Linked DNA regions of Larimichthys crocea: region 1 is linked to region 2. The links are chromatin contacts, called in public Hi-C maps. All regions are on one chromosome and are shown on one strand. The core of a region is the stretch at or near the end of the contact, and the rest is flanking DNA. Distances in the headings are between cores, read along the strand shown.

The links. Hi-C and Micro-C count contacts between places; a contact is called where the count stands out from the background.
Region 1: a contact with region 2 is called in a Hi-C map of muscle, with 5 times the contacts expected there. The contact joins the promoter of hnrnpa3 here to the promoter of hoxd9a in region 2. A contact is called at or near these places in 2 of 7 Hi-C or Micro-C datasets (both in muscle).

What each region holds. Positions count from the first base shown.
Region 1 is chrXVIII:15,196,649-15,201,121 of L_crocea_2.0, forward strand. It overlaps hnrnpa3 (heterogeneous nuclear ribonucleoprotein A3), which reads left to right and starts at 2,547. Exons shown (of 11, transcript XM_027290904.1): 1 at 2,547-2,690; 2 at 3,350-3,472; 3 at 3,739-3,885; 4 at 3,962-4,172; 5 at 4,289-4,378. The coding sequence starts at 2,637.
Region 2 is chrXVIII:15,066,987-15,071,774 of L_crocea_2.0, forward strand. hoxd9a (homeobox D9a) reads left to right here and starts at 2,470. Exons shown (of 2, transcript XM_010737773.3): 1 at 2,470-3,963; 2 at 4,466-4,788. The coding sequence starts at 3,381. The coding sequence ends at 4,710. The region is part of intron 2 of hoxd3a (homeobox D3a); the gene reads left to right. hoxd10a (homeobox D10a) reads left to right here. Exons shown (of 2, transcript XM_010737775.3): 1 at 1-71; 2 at 874-2,102. The coding sequence ends at 1,148.

The DNA of each region.
Region 1 (4,473 bases), core at 1,297-3,796, 130 kb after region 2:
CTGAAAACACTGAAAAGATGTACAGTGTGTCATGTTGCCACAGTGACAGCTGAATACAATTTTAATGTAAGTCTTGTTACATTCAGATACTATGGCATTACCCATGGTGGCCCGAATTCTTCAACTACCCCCATTCTCACTGCATGTCATCTTTGGTCATTTGGTTAATGGCAGATTTGTGAGTGGATTTTTTTACCAGTAAAGTGCAATATCATTTAGATAAGTCCTGTATTATTGGCTAATAATAGGCCATGTCTGGTAGAGGGACACTGTTTTAAGAGCTTTAGTGTTTCTGTTTTCACATTTCAGTATACATGCACATTTCTACAAGTTGGATTAACATTACCACAAACTAAGTATTATTTTAGTGCAGGGACACTGGTTGCAGTGAACTTAATGAGAACTTTGAGGCCAAAGTGTACATACACACTGCAGATTTATGCTCTGGCGCACCCCAACAGGTTAAACTGACTATATACCAAAGAAAATAGCCTTGCCCAGACTGGAAATACGTGCTGTTAGCTGGTATGACATGACACTTTTACATGACACATATCCTATTAACTGATACATCCAAATAAATCATTTTAAATGCATCAATGTGTTTGTGTCTTTTACTGTAAGGGTTACTTTTAGTCTTTCGTCACACTGGCTCTCCGGCTGGCTCAAATATTAATGTTTTATAGCCGATATTCACTTTTAGATTTGAATTTTTATCTTGACAGTAACCTGCACAAAGATGATTTAGAGTGAATTAGGCCTTTTTGTGCACCTTTATTGGAAACATCCTTCTGCTTCCGTTCTTCGATTACAAAACCACAAACGGTTACAAAACAGGAACATTCGCCACTTGACTAAAGGATCAGTTGCTTAGCAACACGAACATGATGTGAACAACTGAAGTTCAGAAAATGACCATCATGTTGAAGTTACACTAACAGCAATAACTGAAGCTTCAGTCAAGTTTCAGGCTTCAGGTTTATTTGTCGTGTGCAGGTTAACACAGTGTCAACAGTACAGTGATATGTGTGTTGGAAAAGAGGAGCTGGTCAGCTCAGCAACAGCACTACACATGAGAAAGTAATATATAATACTATATAATATTCTATAATAAATATAGAAGATCTAAATAATAGTACAAAATATACTTAAATAGAAAAATAAAAAGTATACTAAGACTGAAACATGAAAGGTGGGTGCAAGTGCTCCATATGTATAAACAAGTATTGAAATGTCACTGTAAAAAAAGGTATGACATAATATATAAACAGGATATACAAAAGTAATTAAAATGTTGATAGTAGGAGTAAAGTGACATGAGTCATAGGGTATTTCAGGGGTATAGTACCTCAAGGTGTTTTTCCCCAACTGTATTTATTTTCTTCTTGTAAACTCACAGCACTACAGCACCTGTCTATTTTTTCAAGTATTTTCAAGCTTTATTTGATAGAGACAGCTGACGAGTGATAGGAATGCAGGGAGAGAGAGAGAGAGAGAGATTTGGAATGACATGCAGGTTGGATTCAAACCCTGGGCCACCAGGACAAGGCCTGGCCCTTTATACAACTCTTACAGTAGATGTCTTTTAAATTAAATGTTAAAAAATCTTATTCAGTGTGAGGAGGAACCCAGAGAAGTTTTTCTTGTCCTTACTACCATCACTACATCGGTTTCACTAGTATGTCAGTATATAACCTGCTCCCCTTTACTGTTTTGTCTACTTCTATGATTTTGACTATTTGGGACCTTATACAGCATTTGATTGTATTTTATTTTGCTTTTCAGATGTAAACGAAGGTGAACTCATGCAATCTTATTTTTTTTTTACTGTACAAGGGTTGAGGGTGGGAGTTGATGAGGGGTTTCTGATTTTGTATGCCTGTTCCTTTTGTGTGTCTTGTTTGTGAAAGTACTCATATAAAAATATATTTAAATAAAAAGATGATATATACCTGACGATATAAAGAGCTGCAGCTCCATCAGTACATTTAAAACCAAATGAAAAAGTCTGCTAAAGGATACTCGGCTCTGTAGCCACTGACATTATGGGTGTATGTTATGTGCTATTGTGTGTAACTTTGTATTTTGTATTGTGTCCTCTGTGTTTTTTTGTTTTTGTTTTGCTTTGTAGTGTTTGTTATTGTGCTGTAATATGTTTTAATTGTGTCTGCCGAAGGGACTGCTGATGAAAAGTAGCTGTAATTAAATAATTTCCTCCTGGGATTATTAAAGTATTTCTGATTCTGATTCTGAGGGTAATGCAGTACATCAAATGTAATCATTTATGTTTATGTTTAACACTGTACATGGTCCCATTAAATAAAGAAATAATGTTGCAGTCATTGTGGACTGAGGTCTGCTCAAACAACACAGCAGCTGAATGAGGATTAAGTGTTTTCCTCTTTAACCACTGGATGGCGCAAAGTTTCTTTTTGTTTACGTTGCACAGATGGCAAATTAAAAAAAAGGGACAAAGTTGAAGTCAGATAATTAATTTAACACACACACACACACACACACACACACACACACACATATTAGTGTCGGTGTGTTTGCATGGAGCACAGCGGTGTTTGGTGTCTCACGGATGGATCCTTTAAAGCTTCTGTCCCCGGGACGGACTGACAGCGGGACCGATGTCGTCATCACGTGATCCCAGATCTGCTCCAAGTCACATCTGCAAAATGGAGGTGAGCTGCTCGCAGTTTGGTTTTTGTTTTGTCTTTTTCCCCTCTTCACAAATTAAACACAGCTTATCTGTACAAATGCAATAAACCCAAATCCAGGCTTTAACCTCGCTGAGCAGCTGCTCGGTGTTTGCTTCTTTTATTCAGCCCGGCGGCTAACGGTGCAGCTAGGCTAATGGCGGTCAAAGCTACAACTAACATAGGTGGTGTTAATGTTGGAGAGGCTGCCAACGAGTTAAATGTTAAAGAAACCGTGTGCTTTGTGTGTTTGTAACCCGCCTTTCTCTCTATAGCTGATAAAATGTTACAATATTCAACCTGCGGCATCACTGCATGCAGCTAACGCCAGCTGCTAAAGGCTGTTTCATCCTGCATGGAGGATTACAGGCCTTTTTTCTGATATATAATACAGATAATATCTTGTTTGTCCTTTTTATATGGTTTTAAATTGACTGTCTTGTTATATGCATGACATTGTAGTACCGTTAGCTGTGTGTCGTCATAACACTGTCAATAATCAGGGTGTAGCTGCAGGTATTTGTGTGCACAAGCATTTTTTTAAACTACAGTAATGTTATGTAACCATGCAGTGTGTCTGTATATCAGCCACAGCTGCAATGCATGTTTACTCACTTGTTGTTATGTTGTTTTTTTTACAACAGGACCATGATGCTAAAGAGCCCGAGCAGCTCAGGAAGCTGTTTATTGGAGGTCTGAGCTTCGAAACCACAGAGGAGAGTTTACGGGCACATTTTGAACAATGGGGAAGTCTCACAGACTGTGTGGTACGTATTGTTCTTATCGTAAAAGATGAATGAATCAAATCGGATTTTATTTTTATAGCCCAAAAGTCACAAAGTACATTTGCCTCGGAGGGCTTTACAATCTGTAAAAGGTGGAAGAAACCTCAGGAAGAGCCACAGATCCCTCTCCCAGGACGGACAGACGTGCAATAGATGTCACGTGTACAGGACAAATCAACAATGGTCTCAGATAACAGATAATGTTTTTAAAATGCTCTCTTCGTCATCTTTTTATTGTTGTTTTCCAGGTGATGCGAGACCCCAACACCAAGCGTTCAAGAGGGTTCGGCTTTGTGACGTACGCCGCTGTAAACGAAGTCGACGAGGCCATGAAAGCAAGGCCTCACAAAGTAGACGGACGAGTCGTCGAGCCCAAGAGGGCTGTGTCCAGAGAGGTAAAGGAAATCCCACGCTCGATGATAGATTGTGTTATTGTGTGTGTGCTCATTGATATTTTTTATTTCTTTCCAGGACTCCAATAAACCCGGCGCCCATCTGACAGTGAAGAAGATCTTTGTCGGCGGCATCAAGGAGGACACGGAGGAGTACCACATCCGGGAGTATTTTGAGAAGTATGGAAAGATTGAATGCATTGACATCATGGAAGAACGCTCCACTGGGAAGAAGAGGGGATTCTGCTTTGTGTCTTTTGATGACCATGATACTGTAGACAAAATTGTTGGTATGTGTTTTAGGTTTTAGTCTTATTTTTAGGGTTGACCAGGAGAATTGTGAGTAAACATCAAACAGTGGAATAAATGTATTGTTTTTCTCTTTTTTTTCCTGTTTTGCTTACAGCCCAGAAATTCCACACAATCAACTTCCACAATTGTGAGGTCAGGAAAGCGCTCTCCAAACAGGAAATGAGCGCTATATCCACTAACAGGGGTAAGAAATGATCAAATAGAGAATAAAGTTACACATTGTTGGCCGATTAGTGTACACACTGCAGTACATTGCTGCTTTTAAACATCTCTAAAATG
Region 2 (4,788 bases), core at 1,220-3,719:
CTCGTTGGAGAAAAACTGCTCCATGGAAGCGTCTGTGTCCAGTCCTGAGCTGCTCCAGAAGGAAGGGAAAGGTGGGTTGGCTACAATGAAAGCTTTTATCTTGTGGCGCTGCAGTGCTGAGAAGGCTCCAGCACCATAAAACCAAGTATAAAACACAAACAACCCTAAAGTCGTAATGTTTAATGAGAGTCTTTCTCAGGTTGCAGTAATAGGCAACAGAGAATGGTTTTACCATGCAGCATGCAGACTGTGTGTCCCTCTGTGTCCTCAGATATTTAAATTCAAATCATAAAAAAACACACTTTCAGTCTGCTGCTTTATTTTTTAGACAGAATGCACTTTTTTATTTTTTAATTTAGGGACTAAGAATTTAACTTATTTTTAATATTTGTTGCACAAATGCAAAATTGAATCCTTGCAGGATCTTTTAAAAATTGGTGCATCTGCAGGTGTGTAATGTTGGCTAGATTATTCCGTCTCTTTGACTATAATAATATAATTTACTGTGTTTGAAATTCAATTAAAAGTTCATAATTTTAACATTTGAATCAGTGTCGTTGTTGCATGTTAATCCATTTTTAAGATCTTGTGAAATTAATTGAGGGGCATAATGTTTCAAGCTGCATAAAGATGCGCTTTGATCTGCTGGGGTTTCATTTCATTTCTATTTCATTAGTGGTGGCAGGTACGTGACTAATAACACCCCCTGCGTTTTATTTATTCTGGGAAAACATTTATATTGTGTGTTATTTCCCAGAGGTGAAATCCAAAAAGCAGCAGGTGAGATATATATTTTTCTCTCTCCTGCTGCTGCTGCTGCTGCATTAATAATAATAATAAAATAAAAATCATCTGATCTGAATCTTTTCCCAGACTGCAAGAGTGATCCTCCAACGAGCAACTGGTTAACTGCAAAAAGTGGGAGAAAGAAAAGATGTCCCTACACAAAGCACCAGACCTTGGAGTTGGAAAAGGAGTTTCTGTTCAATATGTATCTGACCCGAGAGCGCCGCCTAGAGATCAGCAGGAGCGTCAACCTGACCGACAGGCAGGTCAAGATCTGGTTTCAGAACCGCAGGATGAAACTGAAGAAAATGAGCAGGGAAAACCGCATCCGTGAACTGACCTCAAATCTCACCTTTTCGTGAGCTTGCATGCAATCTGTGGTTAGCTGTCCTCTCTCTCTCTCTCTCTCTCTCTCTCTCTCTCTCTCTCATATTCAGTTTGATGCTTTAGTGGCATTGGACGTTTATCTTCAATTTCAACGAAACTGTGACTATATATATGCCAATTTTAGTACTTTGTGTGGCGTCGTGTATTTGTTTTTATTTCATCACAGGGTAACACTTTTTTTGGTCTTAAATTATTGGAGAAGTCGATTTCTTCCTTCTGCCAGTAGACATGGATTAATTCTATTGTGTCACGATGGCGAGCTGTTGTTTTCTTTCTTTTCTCGGAAAGAGTTACTCTATTTCAGTCATGAAAGCACATTTATTGTCGTGTATAGTGCAACATTTGTTTTTACAAGTAAGTGCAAGCCATTTGCCCAGTAGTGAAATGTTTCTATGAGCCTCTAAAGTGACGGGAAACGATGTTAATCTGTGAATTTATTGCATGTTTGTGGCATGTTATCTTGCAATAAATTGTCAAATAATCTCGTTTTTGTATTTGTTGTTGTGTGTCGTGCAAAAATAACTCCAAATGTGCGGCGTTGTCTGAGATTGACGCAAGTGCGCAATTGTGCGTAAAATGGTTACGAGGAGGGGAAATAAGTGCAAGTAAAGAAAACGCCACACCAAAGATGTTTAGGACATGTGTTTGTCGTTTTGCTAAATGTTTATTCATCTGAGGAAAGAGGCCTAAATTCTCGATTTGTTTGTGGGCTCCCAGCAGATTGAATGTGTGCGGTTTTGAATCGTATAACAGGCCTGTTAACCTGTTATTACGCAGCTTTTAAAGAGCCACATCCACGGAGACAAAATCACACACACGCTCTGATAGTTGTGAAAATAATACACCAAAAAGACTTTACGCACGTGTCCAAATATAAAAAAAAAGAAATATTCCAGCCTCTTCTTTGTGTATCATTTTATGTGTGTGTGTGTGTGTGTATGTGAGTGTGTGTGTGTGTGTGTGTGTGTGTGTGTGTGCAGCAGAGAGGCGTGAGTTGTTGTAATCAAATAAACATGGTGTTGCTTTTTTTTTAAAATTTCAGGCCTGTTTGTGACTAAACTAAGAGTCTATGAGACGGCGGGGGTGTAAGTTATGTTCAAGAACAAATTCACAGCCAACATTCAGATCTTCTTCCTTCCTTCCCGAGCGACACAGGCCACGTTGCATTTCTCTCCCCACACACACACACACACACACACACACACACTTCAAAAATAACTTCATATTTTGTGATTAGGATTAAAAACGTCAGTGTGATGTGCAGCTTTGCAACAAGATTGGACCTGAACCCATCTCTCTCACTATCTTTCCCTCTGTCTGCAAAAATGTGTCTTTTATTCTCTAGACTTGAAGGTCAACACGCTCTCCTTCAAAATAAAATCAAAGATCACGTTTAGGACAATTAAAAATCTGTATTGGATTTAAATTACAGCAGCACCAGGATGGATTTTTTGCCTCTCCAAAGTCTCTCTCTCTCTTTTTTTTTCTTTTTTTTTATTGACGGCATGTATAATCACACGCACCTCATAAAACATTTATTGATACATAAAGACATTATTACCCTCCTTTGAATGAATACAATAATTTCACACAACTGCCGTTTCCGGCTTTAAAGCTTTTAAAAAATTCAAACCAACCCTTAGAAAATATGTTTCCTCGCCGAATATTAACAATGGATTCGCCGCATTGTTGAACGGAAATGGCGTCTGTTATTTTACAACATGTTATTACATCTATTTTACGAGGACTCCGTAAGTCTATAAACCATTTTACTAGCATTGAGGGGTATCAGGACGATATTATAGGAGTTTTCTCAAACGTTAAGATGCACTGAATCCTCTGTGTGTGTGTGTGTGTGTGGAAAAGTGTCTTATTCCTTCATTTGCTGTATTGTTGTAACGTCCTGCAGAACAGCCGCACATGAGAAACCCAGAATAGAAATAAACATTTGAGCGACTGTTTTCTCCCTGCAGTCACATCTGACGGGGCTTTTTATTATTTGCGAAATGAAAAGCTGAATTAAACTTGACGAGAAGAAAAAAAAAGAAAGAGAGAGAGAGAGAGAGCAAGGGCAGGATTGATTTACTCGCTGTATTGGTAAATATGACCACGTGATCCATGTAACCAATCCCTGTAGATGCAGGCCAGCAAAAATACTATGATTGTTCATAGAGGGAAGCTTCCCGTAACAGTGCAACCCTTATTATATGAGTAGGAAGAGATCAAAAATGTCTTCCAGTGGCACTCTCAGTAACTGCTATGTGGACGCTATAATGGGGCAGGAGCCGGAGGATGTGTACGGTGCTCGTTTTATTCAGGCTCCACACATGGTGACCCCGAGGCCGTCAGGTGCTGGGGACAGCGCAGACTTCTCCTCTTGCAATTTTGCGCCAAAGTCCGCCGCCGTTTTCTCGTCTTCTTGGTCTTCGGTTCACCCGCAGGGGATTTATCATCCATACGTGCACCACCACCACCACCACCACCAGTCCCATCTCCCCGCTTCGGACGGCAGATATGTAGGCGTCCGATCCTGGATGGACCCCATCTCCAACCACGTTTCGTTTGCCGGAATTCACCCAAGCAGTCGGCAGTACGGGACAAAGCCGGAGGTTTTGCCACCGAAAGCTGCGGAGTGTGACACGTTGGAGGCAGAGGCTCGAGGTCCGCTCGCCGGTGAATACGCGTGTGGAGTATCGGAGTGTCCAGAAAAAGCGACCAAAGAGCACAGTGGAAGTGAGCTTTCGAGCCACAGCGAGCCCAAAGAGGAGAAACAACAACAACTTGACCCAAGTAAGTAAAAGAAATAGCCGGTCCTGATTTACAACCCTAAGAACTGTATGAGCTGGGTGTGTAAAACTGGAGGTTTTACTAACCTATAAAAGTGTCTCGTACTATACCGAGGCTCGGGAAGGGGAAAAAACCCGCCCTGCAAGGGTTATTACAGGGGATCCTGAAGTTTTTCATGTCACAGGACACCCGAAATAGATACACATTGCTGCGTGTCGATGAGATTTTAACCTGAGTTAAACTTTAAGGAGAGATATAGGCCTGATTCATGTTGTTCTGTTTGTTGGAACCTATCAGGAATACGTGTCATCCAAACAGTCATTTTTACGCATTGTCTGTCAAATGAAACAATTTCACATTTTGATCTCCTGCCAGTCTCTTCCACCAAATATAAGAAGCATTAAGTGATGTATTTGATGTTTGAAATATTATTATTAATTATAATAATAATAAAAAACACTCATCACATGTGTCTGCCCTTGTTTTTTTTGTTGTTTTTTTCCAGACAACCCCGCAGCAAACTGGATTCACGCACGCTCAACAAGAAAGAAGCGATGCCCGTACACAAAATATCAGACTTTAGAGCTGGAGAAGGAGTTCCTCTACAACATGTATTTGACAAGAGACCGACGCTATGAAGTCGCCCGCATACTCAGTTTAACCGAGAGACAAGTGAAGATCTGGTTCCAGAACAGGAGGATGAAAATGAAGAAGATGAACAGAGAGAGGAGCGGCAAGGAGCACTTATGAAAAAAGAAAAAGAAAGAAAATCACTGCTGCCATTTCACACATTTAATGTTTGTACCAAGGAAAGCCATCTGAACAATT